Linked DNA regions of Rattus norvegicus: region 2 is linked to region 1. The links are chromatin contacts, called in public Hi-C maps. All regions are on one chromosome and are shown on one strand. Each heading gives the region's core, a stretch centred on a gene start, on an enhancer-like site or on the middle of the called end of the contact. The rest is flanking DNA. Distances are from core to core; before and after follow the strand shown.

Region 1 (7,482 bases), core at 2,423-4,922:
TTCCTGCTCTGTGTGAGTCCTTGTCCATAGCTCTTGCTATGTCCTTCGATGATAGACTTTGATGTAGAAGTGTAAGTTAAATAAACCCTTTCCTCCTCAACATACTTTGATCATGGCATTTCATCGCAGCAATAGAAACCCTAAGACACACATAGAAGAAAAAATCAATACATGTACCATAAACTCTACTAGCACACACACTGTATACACCAACACAGCCCACACAGACACACCACATACATACACCATAAACACATCAAACATACTACAGACATAACATACATATTCTGCTCACATACCACATACATGCTATGAACACCACACATATACACACACCTTACATATCCTACACACATACACACACATTCCACATTGCACACACACATATATATGCACCAAACATACCATAGATATCATATATACCAAACAAACCTTACAGCATATATTGTCTATACATACACACATACTGTATAAATGCAACATGTATCACACACACACAAACACATCACACACCACCACAGACATACAAAGAATATTTTCACTATGATAAAATATTAGCAAATCTGGAGTCTGGGTGAGGAATATTCAGGAGGAAGCTGTTTTGTATCCTTTTGGCAATTCACCAATAAATTTGCCACTGTTTTGAAACCAAATGCTAAAATCCTGTTGGCTAAATTTTTATACATCCATGTTCAATTTCTTTTCAAATGCTGCTGGCCAGGTGGCTCATGATTTGTGGAAAGGAATTGCAAGCCACAGCAGCGTAGCCTCCTAACCGAATGGCACCAGCATATTTGTAGCACACAGCCTCGTCTAGCCAGGGTGCTGGCTGAAGCAGGCGAGCATTCCCTGTGTCTTAGCCCTGCAGCTAAGAAAGCCCAGCAACACAGGAGCGATGAGAGCCAAAGACAGTCCCGCAGAAGCCCTGCATGACTGAGGAAGCCTAACCTCCTGGGAGGTGAAGAAACCCGAGTGGCGGAGGAGGATGCCCTGGGTGGGGCCAAACCACATCAGGTACCTGCTCATAAAAGGCAAAAGGCAAATTGGGAAAAAAAAGTCTATTGTTCAAGTTGTAGGCACCCCTTTGTTTCATTACCTGCATTCAATTTCAAGTGTTTTATGGAGTCCAGCACGGGATCCCTCTTATTACATTCTTTAGAAGGCAACTTTGCTTTACGCCGGGACACCTGTCCACATGAAAGTCCGAACTCCCTTTTTAACAGTCTTCAAACAACCTAGGGCACACAGCTGGCTGGCCACAGCCCACTGGAGGGACAGCTGTGTGGCTGACAGAACTGGCACCGGCACAAGACATGTGCACAGCTGTAAACAGGAACGAATCCCCTAACCTTTATGAGTCAAATATTTATTTTTGGAATATTAACAAAATCAAAAGAATCACAGAGTTCTTTTAATTTTAAGTCAAAACACACAGGCATGCGGCTTTTAAGACACTTTATTTAACGGGGCAATCTTAAATTGAGGCCGAAACAAATTCAGGAACATTAAGGATTTCTTGCCCAGTATATACAGCGCTGAAGGAACATTTTAAAGAAATCTTTAATGCTCTATAAAAGATGTAACAAAATCCTTCTCGCCATAAAATGTCCTCTGGATATCGATGAGTACAGTAAAAACTCTCAAGTATGTGTATGTCAAAAGCTCTGGATGTATGATATGCTCTGTCCCCATCTCTCTGTGTCTCTCTATCTCTCTGTCTCTCCCGCCCTCTGTGAGCTTGTGTACAGGCTTTCTCCTCCTCTTTCTCCTCCTCTCCCTCCTCCTCTCCATTCCCTCCTCTCCTCCTTTTCCTCCCTGTGTGGGTAGAAGAACGTAAGAGATCCTTCCCCCAGCTGAGCTTGGCTGCTTGAGTTCAGTCTCCCAAACCCACATGGTAGAGGAGAAAACCAAGCCCTCCAAGTTGTCCTCTGATCTCCACATATGCACCGTAGGTCAAGTGTGTCCCCCCGGTCCCCACTCTCCTATCTGTAAGGTGTATGTTCTTTTGTTATGGTCACAAGGTGGGTTCGGCATTCAAGCCATTATATCCTTGTCTGCTCAGTGAAGGGATGAAGCTGACAGTAAGTGAAATAACCTACATCTGTCCACTTTACAAGAGCGTTTCTGTTTAGATCCGCCTGCCCAGAATCGCCTAAACAATTCATAATTGTTTCCAGGCCAATTCATTGCTTCTCAATGAGAAAGCTGCAAGGCAGAGTTGATTCTGACAAATCCTGGATGGGAACAACCAGTACAGTGCTGCTGTGGTAGAACAGAGGAATCTCACCAAGAAAGATGGAGGATTCTTCCCATCGTAAGCTCCTGCACTTTAAGACATCTTTTATTTTTATATATTTGCTTGAGTTTTGGCACGGCTCTTGCTATGTACTCTGGCTACATTGGACTTTCTGACTCTGGCTGCCCAGCTACCTAAAATGCTGGAGTTAATGGGGGTGTGTGACTATGCCTAGCTCTTTTTATTTCTAATTCACTGTTATCACAACATTACGTTGACTATATTTAATCTGATCTACATTGAATATATTTGTACTACATTCTATATTCAAGAACATCTCAATTACATTAACTACATTTGATGAGTTATCTATCATCTATTCTCCATTATCAACTCCTACTTATCCAGAATCAAAATGATCAGAAATTCTACCATCAAAAATCATGGCATTATATTTAGTCCTCTTAGTCATATACCCATCTGCTATATGCTTACTGCTTTTCAATAAGGACTCTACACATGCACCATGAGTCAACTGTGTGTGTCAGCATCCATCTATCTATCTATCTATCTATCTATCTATCTATCTATCTATCTATCTCTCACTGATTGCTGTATAGTTACTACACAACTTGGGTAAATCAGCACACTTCTTCAGAACAAGTTGCCTGGCATTTGAGTTCTATGCTTGCCTTTCGTGGAGTATCTGAAAAATGAGGCCAGCCACTTGCTTCCATTGTTGAGAGCATCCAAGTATCCCCTCTTTCTGGTTCATTTGAAAGTAACCAGAAAAAAAATTCATAGGAAGATAATTGTTTTTCCTCTCATGAATTAATAAAGAAAGGCTTCTTGTATCAGTAAGGGAAACAGAATTCTTTACCCTTCTGGATTACTTCACAAAAGTTGGCAATTCAGAACTCCATGGGCACGGCTGGGAATTCCACTGCAAGGTAAACAAAAGATCTAACACTTACCCCCCGCCGCTGGAAATGAATTCTTTCAGAGGGAAACAGACTATGCCCGTCACAATGACATCAGCTTATTGTAACCTTCCCTCAGTGTAGACAAAATAACCCATAGGCCTCTCAGATCTGCCTGTGAGTCACCTTTTCTGTACCCAGTGACTTCCTTCAGAACATCACACAGTGCTGCCTTTGAATGGTGCCTTTCAAATAGATTGTCCCCTAACTTTAGATTCATGGGAGTGTCTCCCTGATGGTCAGCGGGCTGGTGGCACCTGCAGTTCCCTGTGCCACCCTAGGGGTGGGGTCCAGGCCTCTGGACAGTGCCAGCTATAGTTGGCACTGTTATAGTTCTTTGAAAATCTCGTGTATTTCTCCTGCTGATTCCACTTTCTACATGTTCTTGTGGAGTCTTCAACTGGGATTCTTGGGGCAGGAGAACATCAGCGTGTCTGTTGGGTCTGTCCTTCATGAGCTGCTTGCCAGTCAGGCAGGGACTTGAGTTCTCTGTGGCACAAAAGACTTTGCTGTTAGACCCAGAAAAAGGCAAGTAAGCTTGCTCCCTGGATTAGAAGGCACAGAACATTTCACACGCTCTATGCTCAGCACTCATTACAAGAAACTCCCCAACTGGAGTTTTTGAAATCAGAAATTAGCAGCACTAAGATACCACAAATGGAAAATTCCGTATTGACCTCAAGTGATAGATGACAATCAGACACTGGCACGTTGAAAATGTTATATAAGTTACCTCATGCTGTGATGCATGAATGAATTTCATATTGAAAGATGGGTCCCAACTCTGATATTTGACAACACAAACCCTAAACTCCAAGGGGGCAGTGTGGTCCTAAACGATGAGCCCCTGAGGCAACCTGTATATTATTGGTACTTGATGCTGTTTATTATGTGAGTACATTTTGATTAAACTCAGAATACGGGACTCATGGTCAGACAGGGTAGACTGTTAGCAGCTCTGTAGTTCTGAGTTTAGCAGAGGGAAGTTTGGATCTAGACTTGTTCAGCTGCTTGTTTCTAGTCCACGTTTGCTCCAGCTTGCCCATCACTCCCCAGTGAATAAACCAGTATATACTGTCCTGTGGAAGAGCACTGTTCTACCAGCACTAAGAGGTGGGGAAATTCCACTCAAAGATGCAGCCTCCCTCCTTCTCAGGAATGGATGTTTCCATCCACTCATGCCCAGTCTGGGCAAGAAATACCTGCTGGGCAGTGTCCCATGCATAGATATTCTTCATTTTCAGCCCTTTTGGAAAAGAAACCCCGTTTCTATGGTAGCTTTCAGAGCTGCAGGTAGGCTGATGGCTTCTCCTTTCTTGAATGGATTTGAGAGCACAGCATCCAGCAGGCCACAAGAGGACAGCAGCGGCTTGAGCTCTGGTGGCTGCTCCCTCCTCTGGCTTCTCCCCAGGAACAGAGAGACCATCTGGCTACCTGGGTGACTTAAGAGTGGATTCATCACCTTATTCCAGCCCAGTAACGGGAAGTGATTTTTACTGATGAATGTGTTGGAAAAAAACCCAGGGTGGTTTCTGTATGCCAAGTTGTTATTTTCCCTTTCTTCCACACTGCTCTGACATAATTATCTCTGATATCACACAGCCTCACTGGGTACCTAAAGGGAAGAAGTACGTTCTACTGTCTCAGAGCCTGTCTTGCCAGAACCGGGCTGACTTCTAAGACTCTCACTTTTAATGTGTTTCACACTGTAGTGTTGTCACCTCTATGTCGTAAGCTACCCCATCACTTTAATTCACTAAAGTCGTGAAATTTTGACTCTTGGCTATTTTATTAGATATTTTATTTGTAAAACATTTCGTGAACACTTGATTGGAACATACAGAGAACAAAAATATGAACAGGCATCCTCTGGGTTGAAACAGAAGTGAGAGGAAACATGTGAACCCACAAATAATAATTCAACTTGATAGCATCTAACTTTATGCCCCACAGGCAGGCAAGCAAGGACCAAGTTGGGGCTTCCAAGTAGAACCCAAGTGCAGGCCACTCTAGGGCTAACTACAAGTTTTTCTTGTGGAAAAGGTAGTTTTAACTGGCTCTCACTTCATAGACTTATTCTCCAGTAAGTATGCTCAATAGCTCATGTAATGTTTGCGTGAGTCAGAAACTTCGGAAACTCATTCTGTGCATGGGACCCTTCTGTTCACTCAGGCCTCAGAGGATATATCATGACTCAAATATTTACTCTAATTAGGAAAGATTAATTTATTTCTTTTCATTTTTTTAGCCAATGAATGTGCTGGAAAAACCCGGGATGATTTCTGCACGTTTTCTTATTCTCCATGAGAGTTTTGATATCACTGTGTTCTCTGTTACTGCAGAGTTTCACTGACAGTAGTGGCCTGAGCCCTGATCTCCACTTAAGCTCCTTCTAGGGCTAGAGGGAACATCTGGCTACCTAAGTAAGGGCATATAGATACTTGGGAAACAGATGAGGTTTGGGAAAACAAACTGAGTTACCTGAAGCCTCATAACTAGGATGTAGATATCAAAGCCAGAATATTGGTTCCGATGCTCAATGCTATGAACCCCCTCATCAGAATCTTCCCTCTGGCACTTGTTTGGCTTCTTGCATTTGCATCGGGACACTCTTGGACCTAAGGGTCTACTCCATCTGTGCTTTTCCTAGGCCACATTCTAGAAACCTCCAACAATGAAGCCACACAGTCAGGAAGCTGCATAGTAGCTTCGGGGAAATGGGAGTATGGGAACGTTGTCAGCCTCTGGATCTATATCTCCTGAATGAATCAAAGCCCTTTTCCTGACTTATCAATAGCCATGGCGCCTTTGACTCCGAAACAACTCTTATCACACAGGTCACTCTAAACGAAGGCAGAGTCTCCATTGCTGGTTGCAATAGCATTTGCCTAGTAATAGAACTGTCCAGTAGAATTAGTTATGAATCAACACATGTGTGTTCACTGAAGAAATAAACTGCTTACTCCCCTTGTTCCCATTACCTCTATGTAGTGAGCAATCCATGGTCTTCAACAGAGCTGGGGCTTTATAAACATAGATGTCCTTCATAGATTCTTAATTCCTTGATTGTATGTACCCACAGAAAGGGGCCTCATTCCTTGACCTAAAGCAGCAGCAGCTTTAACATTCATTTTCCTCCCTCCTTCCCCTTTCTCCTTTTCCCTTTCCCCTCTCCCAACACCCTTTCTTTTTACCCCCTTCCTCTCTACTTCCCTTCCTTTAGCCCTGCATCTCTTCCTTGTGATCTTGAGACTCAAACACAAGTCTCGCACCTGCTAGATAAGAGAGATAAAGGTCTGTCATTGACCTATCCTAAGCCTTTCTTCTGTTCTTTACTCTTTAACTTCCACTGTCTGGACAATAAACCACAGATAGAGGCCACAGATACTACTTCATGATAATCTTGTCTTGAAGCCATTGTCTTTCAAGTGCACTCTTGAAAGAACAAAGTTCTAAGTACAAATTAAAAAGGCATTCACAATGACAGGTGGGTGAGTAGGATCTGGGTATTTAAAATTTCAAGGCAGAATGTCTACCCAAGCACTGAATGATGTCATTGCTAGCACATAGGGGTAGCTACAGACTAGACTTCCTCTCCTCAGCCCCTTCTACTTGGACAATACACAAAAGTCTATTCCTTTGGTGCCCATCTGTCACTCTATTAGACACTGGGAAGAGGGCTCAATAGATGTCAAGGCTCTCTTACCTCTGTTATTCCTTAGTATTGGTAGACAAACTAATTCTTTGGTGCAAAAGTTCTTGAAGGTGCTCAAATATTCAGGCTGCTGTTTTGTGTGCACTGGTGCCTTGGAATTGGATGACTTTGCAGGAATAACATTTGTGGATTCCCCTAAGATGACAACATCCTGGATTGGATATAGAAGACCTTGTTGGTTGACTGGCCACACCCTGGGATCTCTTAGTAACATGTATCTGTGGAAGCTGACTTCATTTGAAATTTCCACATCCCTCCCTCTCCTGAGGTCATAGTTGTGATAATTGTTTTGGAGTTTTAAAGGCATAAGTAACTTGTCAAATTCGAAATTGAGTTTCTGTGTGTATTAGTCAAGAATGTTAGACATCAAGAAACAGACAATAGCTCTTCTCCTCATCAAGAGGAAGTGACAAAGCCACCCAGGGGATGCAATAGGAACACCTCCTAAGAGCTGATAAGAACAACTGGCCCAGGAGAGGCAGGGCAGGGGACATCTGTGAAGAAACAAGACTTGGTTCTTTAAAAAGAAAATGTTGTTTGGGTGATTTGCC
Region 2 (7,482 bases), core at 3,371-5,870, 330 kb before region 1:
ACAGGCCCGGCCACTGGGAACCAGCTGAGGACAGTGTTCTCCATCACCACAGTTTAGGCTTTACTGTCTGCATTGGGCCTTTTTCTGTAGGTGACAGGCAACAAAATTTGGCCCCATCTTTTTCAAACTAATACTAAGTTAACATGAATTTTAACAAATCAACTGTTTTCTTCAACATAAAATTTCTCAAAAAACTAAACTCTTAAGATTTTTGGTGAGTAGAACTTTGGGGAAGGAAGCTACTGGCAGCACCAAGGATCAGGACTGGCTCCACTTTACCTTTGAGCTACATCTGCAGCACATGGAAAACTTTAAAAACTTCATTGTCAGATATGAGGCTGCTACATTTACTAACAGCAGTAGGAATTCATATGCAGAGGAAGTCGCATGGCTATGGGTAGCAGCTCACTATGTTGCAAAATAAGGCTATGAAGATTAATGCTTTAAACAATGCAACTGTGAAACCCTTGTAGAACAAAGTGGAATGCATACTTTTTGATTGGCAGTTGTTATTTGTCATTTCACATTGAACACAATTAAAACTGTGCCTCAAATGAATGAATGAACGACTCATAAGATTAAACCCCCCTTCATTATGGATCTGTGAAAGCTATCTGCTGTATAACTGCCATGCAGAGAGGTCTCTGGAAGTTTCCTTCAGGAGGTCCATGCAGGAGCAGAAACCATATCAACACAGTTCCGGAAGTAAAGCTTCACATACAGCTGCACCCTTCAGTTTCCAAACTAGCAACAAGTTATAAGTTTGCCCAATGTCTGAAGGAAAGGCCTTGTAAGACGCTTAACATGAAACTCATACACAATCAAAGTCTTACTTTTCCAGTTAAATTTTCTTTTTTTTTTTTTTTTTTTTTTTTTTTTTTTTGGTTCTTTTTTTCGGAGCTGGGGACCGAACCCAGGGCCTTGCGCTTCCTAGGTATCCTAGGTAAGCGCTCTACCACTGAGCTAAATCCCCAGCCCCTAAATTTTCTATAACCTCAAGAAGCAACATTCTTTTTAAGTTTCTTCTAATGTGAAATATGCAGAACAAATTAAAACAAAGATCAAATCTGGAAATTATTTTTGAAATAACATAAACACTGAACAGAAGTCTTGTTTTACTAAGAGAAAACCAATTGGAAGTTTGGTTTAGAAGTTGCAGGTGTGCTCCTAGGACCTAAAGGAGACCGGTCCTAGTAATGTCACCATTTGCTATGAATTTGAAACATTTCTAACTTCCTACTTCTAACTTGCTACCAACTATGGAATTTCTACTAGATAAAAGCTCTTCAACTTTTAATTGTTTCAGAAAGGGCTCTTATGAAGCCCACAAACTTAATGTGTGAACTCGAAACGCTCAGTTTCAAATAGCAATAAGGACTTTTAGAAGATTCTATAAAAAAAGAAAGGAAATCTTAGCTTGTGTCATATATCTTGATTATCATGTATCACATTTTAAAAAGCAAGGATTTTCTAATTTAAATGCAAATATTTGTTAAATTTTGTTTAGCAGGCTTCATACATAAAGCCTGCAGATGTGCAGCCAGGGGAACACCTTCCCTGTGTTTTCATGCCTCCCGTAGCAAGTTTCTCACAGTCTACAATAGTGGTGGTGTGGGGGTGGGGGTCAGGGGGACACTGATCCACGGCCCCAGACTTAGGAGGGCAGCCTACTTCCTTGCCACCCTTAAACACCTTTGAACACACTTTCCTGTGCACAGCGGGCCCTTGTCCTGTGCTGCAGCCCGACCACCCACTGTTGCTTGTTGACCAAATATGTAGGCCCAGGAGCCTCCAGGCAGAGGCAGGATAGGATTCCTTTCAAGCACTACACAGAGGAATTTCAATGCCAAGGCTGGGGTGGGGGTGGGTGTATCAAGGCAGAATTACAAATTCCTCACGAATTAGACCTGTGTCAACAGATAAAAATGCTCTTTGATCTTCTGATTCTATATATTAGAAGCTCCAACAGAGTGATTTCCTCAATTTCAAGGGAATAATTTAATCCAAACTAACCCAAGGACTCAGTCACCTCTCAGTTTGCCTCCTCACATTTGAGCTTCCCGACTGGGTTCTAGGCCACACTTTTGGTGTGTACTTCAACATCAAAACAACAGCTTAGAAAAGGAAATGAGGGGTTGGGGATTTAGCTCAGTGATAGAGCGCTTGCCTAGGAAGCGCAAGGCCCTGGGTTCGGTCCCCAGCTCCGAAAAAAAGAACCAAAAAAAAAAAAAAAAAAAAAAAAAAAAAGAAAAGGAAATGAATTTTGAAAACAAAATTAAAGACGTGAACTTTCAAGATTCTAGAACAGCAACTGGCCGGTGAAACAGTTTGTAATAAAGTGGGTGTAAGACTAACCAAAAAGGGTAGCCCCTGTTTTTATTAAGGTCTTACAGTTCACAGCAGGTATAAATAGAAGACATTCAGGAAAATATGTCTATATTATGCAAGTCAAAGAATGATAAAATCAGAGAATACAGAATAAAAATACTTGCAAATGTCACCATTTTACTACTACTTTGTAAATGTTCTGCACTGAGTACACCTGACATTTAGGGTTAAACCTTAATTCCTACTAGAAAGGACATTCAAGCTGTACAGTAAGCCACAGAGAATCGGTTGGGGGGGGGGGTGTGCACAGAAGAGGTTCTCTGACAAAGCATTTGTGATCTATCTGTATAAAACAGAAAGGTGAACTGATCACTTAATGAGAGAACAAGACCCAGCTCCTCCATACGGCACACAGAACAGTTCTTATTTTACTGTGCAGACCCAAAATGCCACTGAAAAGGCAAACTGAATTCATAAAGTCTTAACTGCTTTTTTAAAAAAAAGTGTCTGAGTTATTGGTACCAACTATTGGTCTTTATTTTTATTTGAAAGGTAAAATTGTCATTGTGCTCGTTAGCTTTTTGTGAACCTGACACAAGTCCAAGAGTTATCTGAGAAGAACTTCAATTGCAAAAACGCCTCCATCACACTGGCCTGTAGGAAGTCTGTGGAACATTTTCTTGACATATGGGAGATGCCACCCCTGGGCAGGGGGGCTTGGCTTGTATAAGAAACCAAGCTGAGCAAGAGAGTAAACCGCTTCCTCCAGGGCTTCTGCTTTAGTTCTTGCCTCCAAGGGTCCTGACACTGTCCTGCTGAGTTCCTGTCTGGCTTCTCAGTAATGGGACTACACTTTATGAGCTGAAGTGAAACTCTCCCTCTATTGCAATCGGCTGTGGGCATGTTTTATCACAGCAACAGGAAGGTAAACTAAGACAGTCATCACATTATACACATGTTTTAAAATCTACAATCAATCATGTTTTAAAAAAACTGTCAATTTATATTCTGGCAAATACAACTGTTAAATACACATGCCATTTTCAGACACCAGCAGCAATTTCTAATGTGGGCACTCTGAATCTAACTCATGATGTTCTTCCTGCTTCTGAAAAACAGAACGTACACACACGCACGCACACACGACAGAGAATGGAAACTCTTGCCGTCCCCCGCCCGGGGAGAAGACTGCTTTGGGCTCAGCACTTCTCCGATGCTTCCCTCTTCTGCATCCACTGTATCCTGCGCATCCCTATAGAGCTCCCAGACTTACGGCAGTACCCAATCCTGCCGGATTCCCTCTTCTAAAGCCAGTTCAAAACACTGTCATTACAGCATACAAAAGACAACAGTCCAGGTGGAGGACTCCTTCCCAGGAGTCTGCAACTGGACACTGCCACACTGCTCAGGGGTTATGAGCCCAATAACAGAGGAGACTTAGCTGCAGGAAAAAGATGTAGATCTCTTTCCTTCTAAGTGTTATCATTCAGGGTATGCTACGGCAAACACTGAGATTCACTCATTCAATCTCAGTGTTTCAATCTCCAGGAAATGAACTCCATGATGAACCCTTCCTAATGTACAAACTACACTATAACTTTAAAGAAAAAGTTATCATTTTTTTTTAAAAAAATTAATATGTCTATAACCTATGTCTACTGTCTTAACTGTGGAAATATATTTTTTTATAATTCTAAAGAAAATTCAATGAAGCCAACAGTTTCCTAATAGGGACTGAAATTTACTCTAATACATGGAAACTACCCTACTCTTCTGTTAAGAAAACACCAAAATTGTATTAGTAACCCTATTATTCAAAATGCTTATGTAGAAAATGTGTACATAAAGATAAATGCTATAGTTTAGATAAATATCAATGGAAACATAGCTTACTTTTTCTGTATAAAATGTAACCAAACTGTAGATCCCTACCACTGAATGAGCTCCAGCTGAAAAATCAAACCTTGTGTATCTTAAGGCTCTTGGGCAAACAAATATTTTTAGTTTTACAGTGGTGTTTAACAATCTACTACACGTTTGAAATCATTAAAGTCTATTCTGTTGGCTGGTTGGTTTACAGTGCATCAAACCCAGGGGTTTGAGCATGCGGAGCTATGAGCCTCTTTGAGCAGCTCACTGCCTGCAGCCCACGCGCCACTGTGAATACTGAGAAAAGACCATTCAGGAGTGACCTGTCCCCTCCAAGTCTTCAAAGACACCCTGAGCCATGGATGACTGTTCCTTCCTTCTGCTGAGTGTCTATTTTAAGAACCCGTTGCTTACATAAGCTCTGGCTCCTCTTCTAAACACCCCTCACTGAGCTCTGATTCTAGGAAGTCCCTCTGGAAGTCCTACCTAGAGCACAGATCCAAAGATGTCAGAGCAAGCTGATGGCCTTTCCCCCAGTTTACCAGACAGCCAGCTGGCCTGAGAGGTAAACTCAGGCCACTTCAGGAACAAAGAAGAAGACACCTTTGAAGGCCACCTTTTAAAGTTCTGTTTGAGAATCCCAGCAGGGGTTAACCAAAGGCTTTTCCTGGCAGGAAACCTCAAGACGTACACTAATTTTGGATCTATTTCATAGGAATTCCTAGAGACCAATCCTTAGGCAGTAGAAAAACTTTGACTTGTGTAATGGTTCAGAGTACTAGGTGCTTTGCACTCAGGGCACCAGAAACTCAGCTCAGGCTAGAAAACACAGTACTCAAATCCTGAGTCTGTATTTAAACTTTCAAAATCAGGTCTTATAATGTACATAAATCATGAAATTTAGAAAAAACTAAAAATACTTATATTTTTCCAACATAAAACATGTTTTATCTCCTGACACTTTTCCTTAATGTAAAAAATCCCAAACGTCGTATCAGGTTTCAGGGTCAGGATCCAGGGAACAGGGAGGGAATCTGGAATGCCAGCTCTCTGAGGAAGGTAGTGAGCCTTCCCATTGACTCATTTGATGAGCAGCATCTGCCAGGGTGGCTGTACACTAATACTGTAACAACTGAAGTCCAAAGGAGGTCCTACCAATCCTCAGTATAGACCACAGTCATGTATAAAGGCCAATTTTTTTAAAAGACACCAAGAATTATTTCCCTGCTTTTAATATTTATAGTCTATCCATTTAAACTGGGTTTTATTTCACTAGCTGTCTCAGTTCTTAGCCACTGTTTTGTCTGGGTTTAAACAACTGCATCCATTTCTCTTCTCCAAAGTTAGTAGTCTAAGTGCAGTGACTAGAATAGAAAGCCTTCAGATCCACTGCTTATGGATTGAAAGGACAGCCAGCTTTTGTTGTGAAACAAGGGTCCTGAGGATACCCACTGAGAACCATGTCACCTTGACAACAGAGTTCTAGATGCAATGCAGGTCTCATCATTCTAGAGCACACACACATCACCTCTAAACAGCACCTGACAGCTGGAAGGTCAGTCACCTTCTCATATGCAGCAGCCTTCAACAGAGCTGCAATCACATCATCAAGCTTGTACCTGACAGGCAATCAGGGGCTCGGTCTGTCTCTGAACACAGGGGTCGGTCCAATCAAGCCACAGGTACTGGGCAGGCCAATGGCAATGACTTCTCTAACCCTGCCAACCAAGTCCTGACGCTCTAGAGGGAAAGCTCGAGTATCCTGCTCAGATGCAACCGTAATTTCTGGGCCCTTCTAGCAGTCACCTTCATCTTTTCAGTGTCAACTCAGATCACATACTTAAGCTGAGGGTATCAATTCAACTGATTACTAATTAGAACTCTGCAACCGTTCCCTAATAAAATCCACCTATGACAGAAAATGAGCATCAAAAAACACAGAAAGTAGACATGGCTCATCTAGCTTGGGAAGTTTCAGTACAGATCTTCCTCAGTAGCCCAGGGCTAGCTTGCCTTCCTGCCAGAGAAATCCCAGTTGGGTGGAGCACTTGTACAACAGTGCAGCACAGGGACAAGTGGAGGGGTATGCTGTCAGTCACAGGCCTGGAGAGAACAGGATGGTGCAACACTCCTACACTCCTTCTTCCCATCGTCAGTGTGTACTGACAAGGGACATCTGTCAGTGGTTCCTGTGACACCTTCTCACCAGAGAAATCCAACAAATGGCATTAGGAAAGTATGACTGACGGAGGACCCACACACTTAGTGGCGATTCTTCCACAGACTTAAGAAAATTCTAAGTATCTGTTACGAGTTCACCAACAACTATAGATTACATGAAAGAACAACTGTTTATTCCCTGTAAACTTCTACTTAAGGCATGTTTTAGCTAAAGATTCCCCCTTGCACACAGACCTGTACCACCATTACACTGCCTGTGACACTGTGTATGTGAAAGGGGTAGCATATCCAATGGCATGTACACATATAATGCTGACATGAAAACATCGTGCTGCAAAACAGGTCAAAGCAAATGTATTTTCCCGAGTACCTGGCTCTTCTGCGTTAGGAAACAAGCGCTGCTTGTGCACCAGGCACATCTGCCAATTCATCTACAAAAGAGCCAGCTAAGGAGATAGGAGCAATGCTTCCTGGCTTTTGGCTAAGATCAGGTGTAAAGGGGATAGCATGAACACCTAGGGACGGCTCTGGATAAAGTTAAATTGAACTTGAAAATTAACAAACATTTGTTATAAATGTTATTAACATCAGGCATGGTAGTATGTGTCTGCAATGCCAGTATTCAGAAGTTGAGACTAGAGGACCTGCAAGTTCTAGGCCAGCCTAGGCCAGCTTCATAAAAAGATCCTGTCTCAAAAGAAACAAACAAATAAGACACCCCCAAATAGAAATAAATTACTGATATTTCAAGTACTAATATTGGTACTTCAATTTAAAAATTTTAAATCACCCTTGCCTCTAAAAAATACATAATTATGTAGTCTACTTCAAACAATATAGAATGAGGGGGAAGGAGTAACAGGTGAACGATTAGCTATTTGCTAACAACTGATTAAACTAAGCTAGGTTTATAAGAAATTGTGTGTGCAGACATATCTGGTGTGTGTGTGTATGTGTGTGTGTCTTCGTGACCATGCTTGGTGATTGAGGCCCTGAATTCAGTTCCCAGCACTGTGTGTGTATATGTGTATGCATGTGATTTTCTAAAATGATATAATAAAACTGCTTCAAAGATTGCATCAGTCTTTTAAAAATGTTATATGT

What was found. Hi-C and Micro-C count contacts between places; a contact is called where the count stands out from the background.
Region 2: a Hi-C map of the A7r5 cell line shows a contact between it and region 1, with 6 times the contacts expected there. The contact joins two enhancer-like sites. A contact is called at or near these places in 3 of 12 Hi-C or Micro-C datasets (the A7r5 cell line, frontal cortex and prefrontal cortex).

What each region holds. Positions count from the first base shown.
Region 1 is chr17:33,473,126-33,480,607 of GRCr8, reverse strand. No RefSeq gene overlaps it. Among named protein-coding and RNA genes, the nearest start is that of Exoc2, 240 kb to the left of the region's middle. Within about 2 kb of position 3,672, at least 7 of the 93 cell types and tissues checked have an H3K27ac peak or open chromatin away from gene starts, as enhancers often do.
Region 2 is chr17:33,803,254-33,810,735 of GRCr8, reverse strand. The region is part of intron 12 of Exoc2 (exocyst complex component 2); the gene reads right to left. All of the region lies in intron 2 of LOC120097838 (a long non-coding RNA gene), which reads left to right. Among named protein-coding and RNA genes, the nearest start is that of Mir6319-1, 12 kb to the right of the region's middle. Within about 2 kb of position 4,620, at least 11 of the 93 cell types and tissues checked have an H3K27ac peak or open chromatin away from gene starts, as enhancers often do.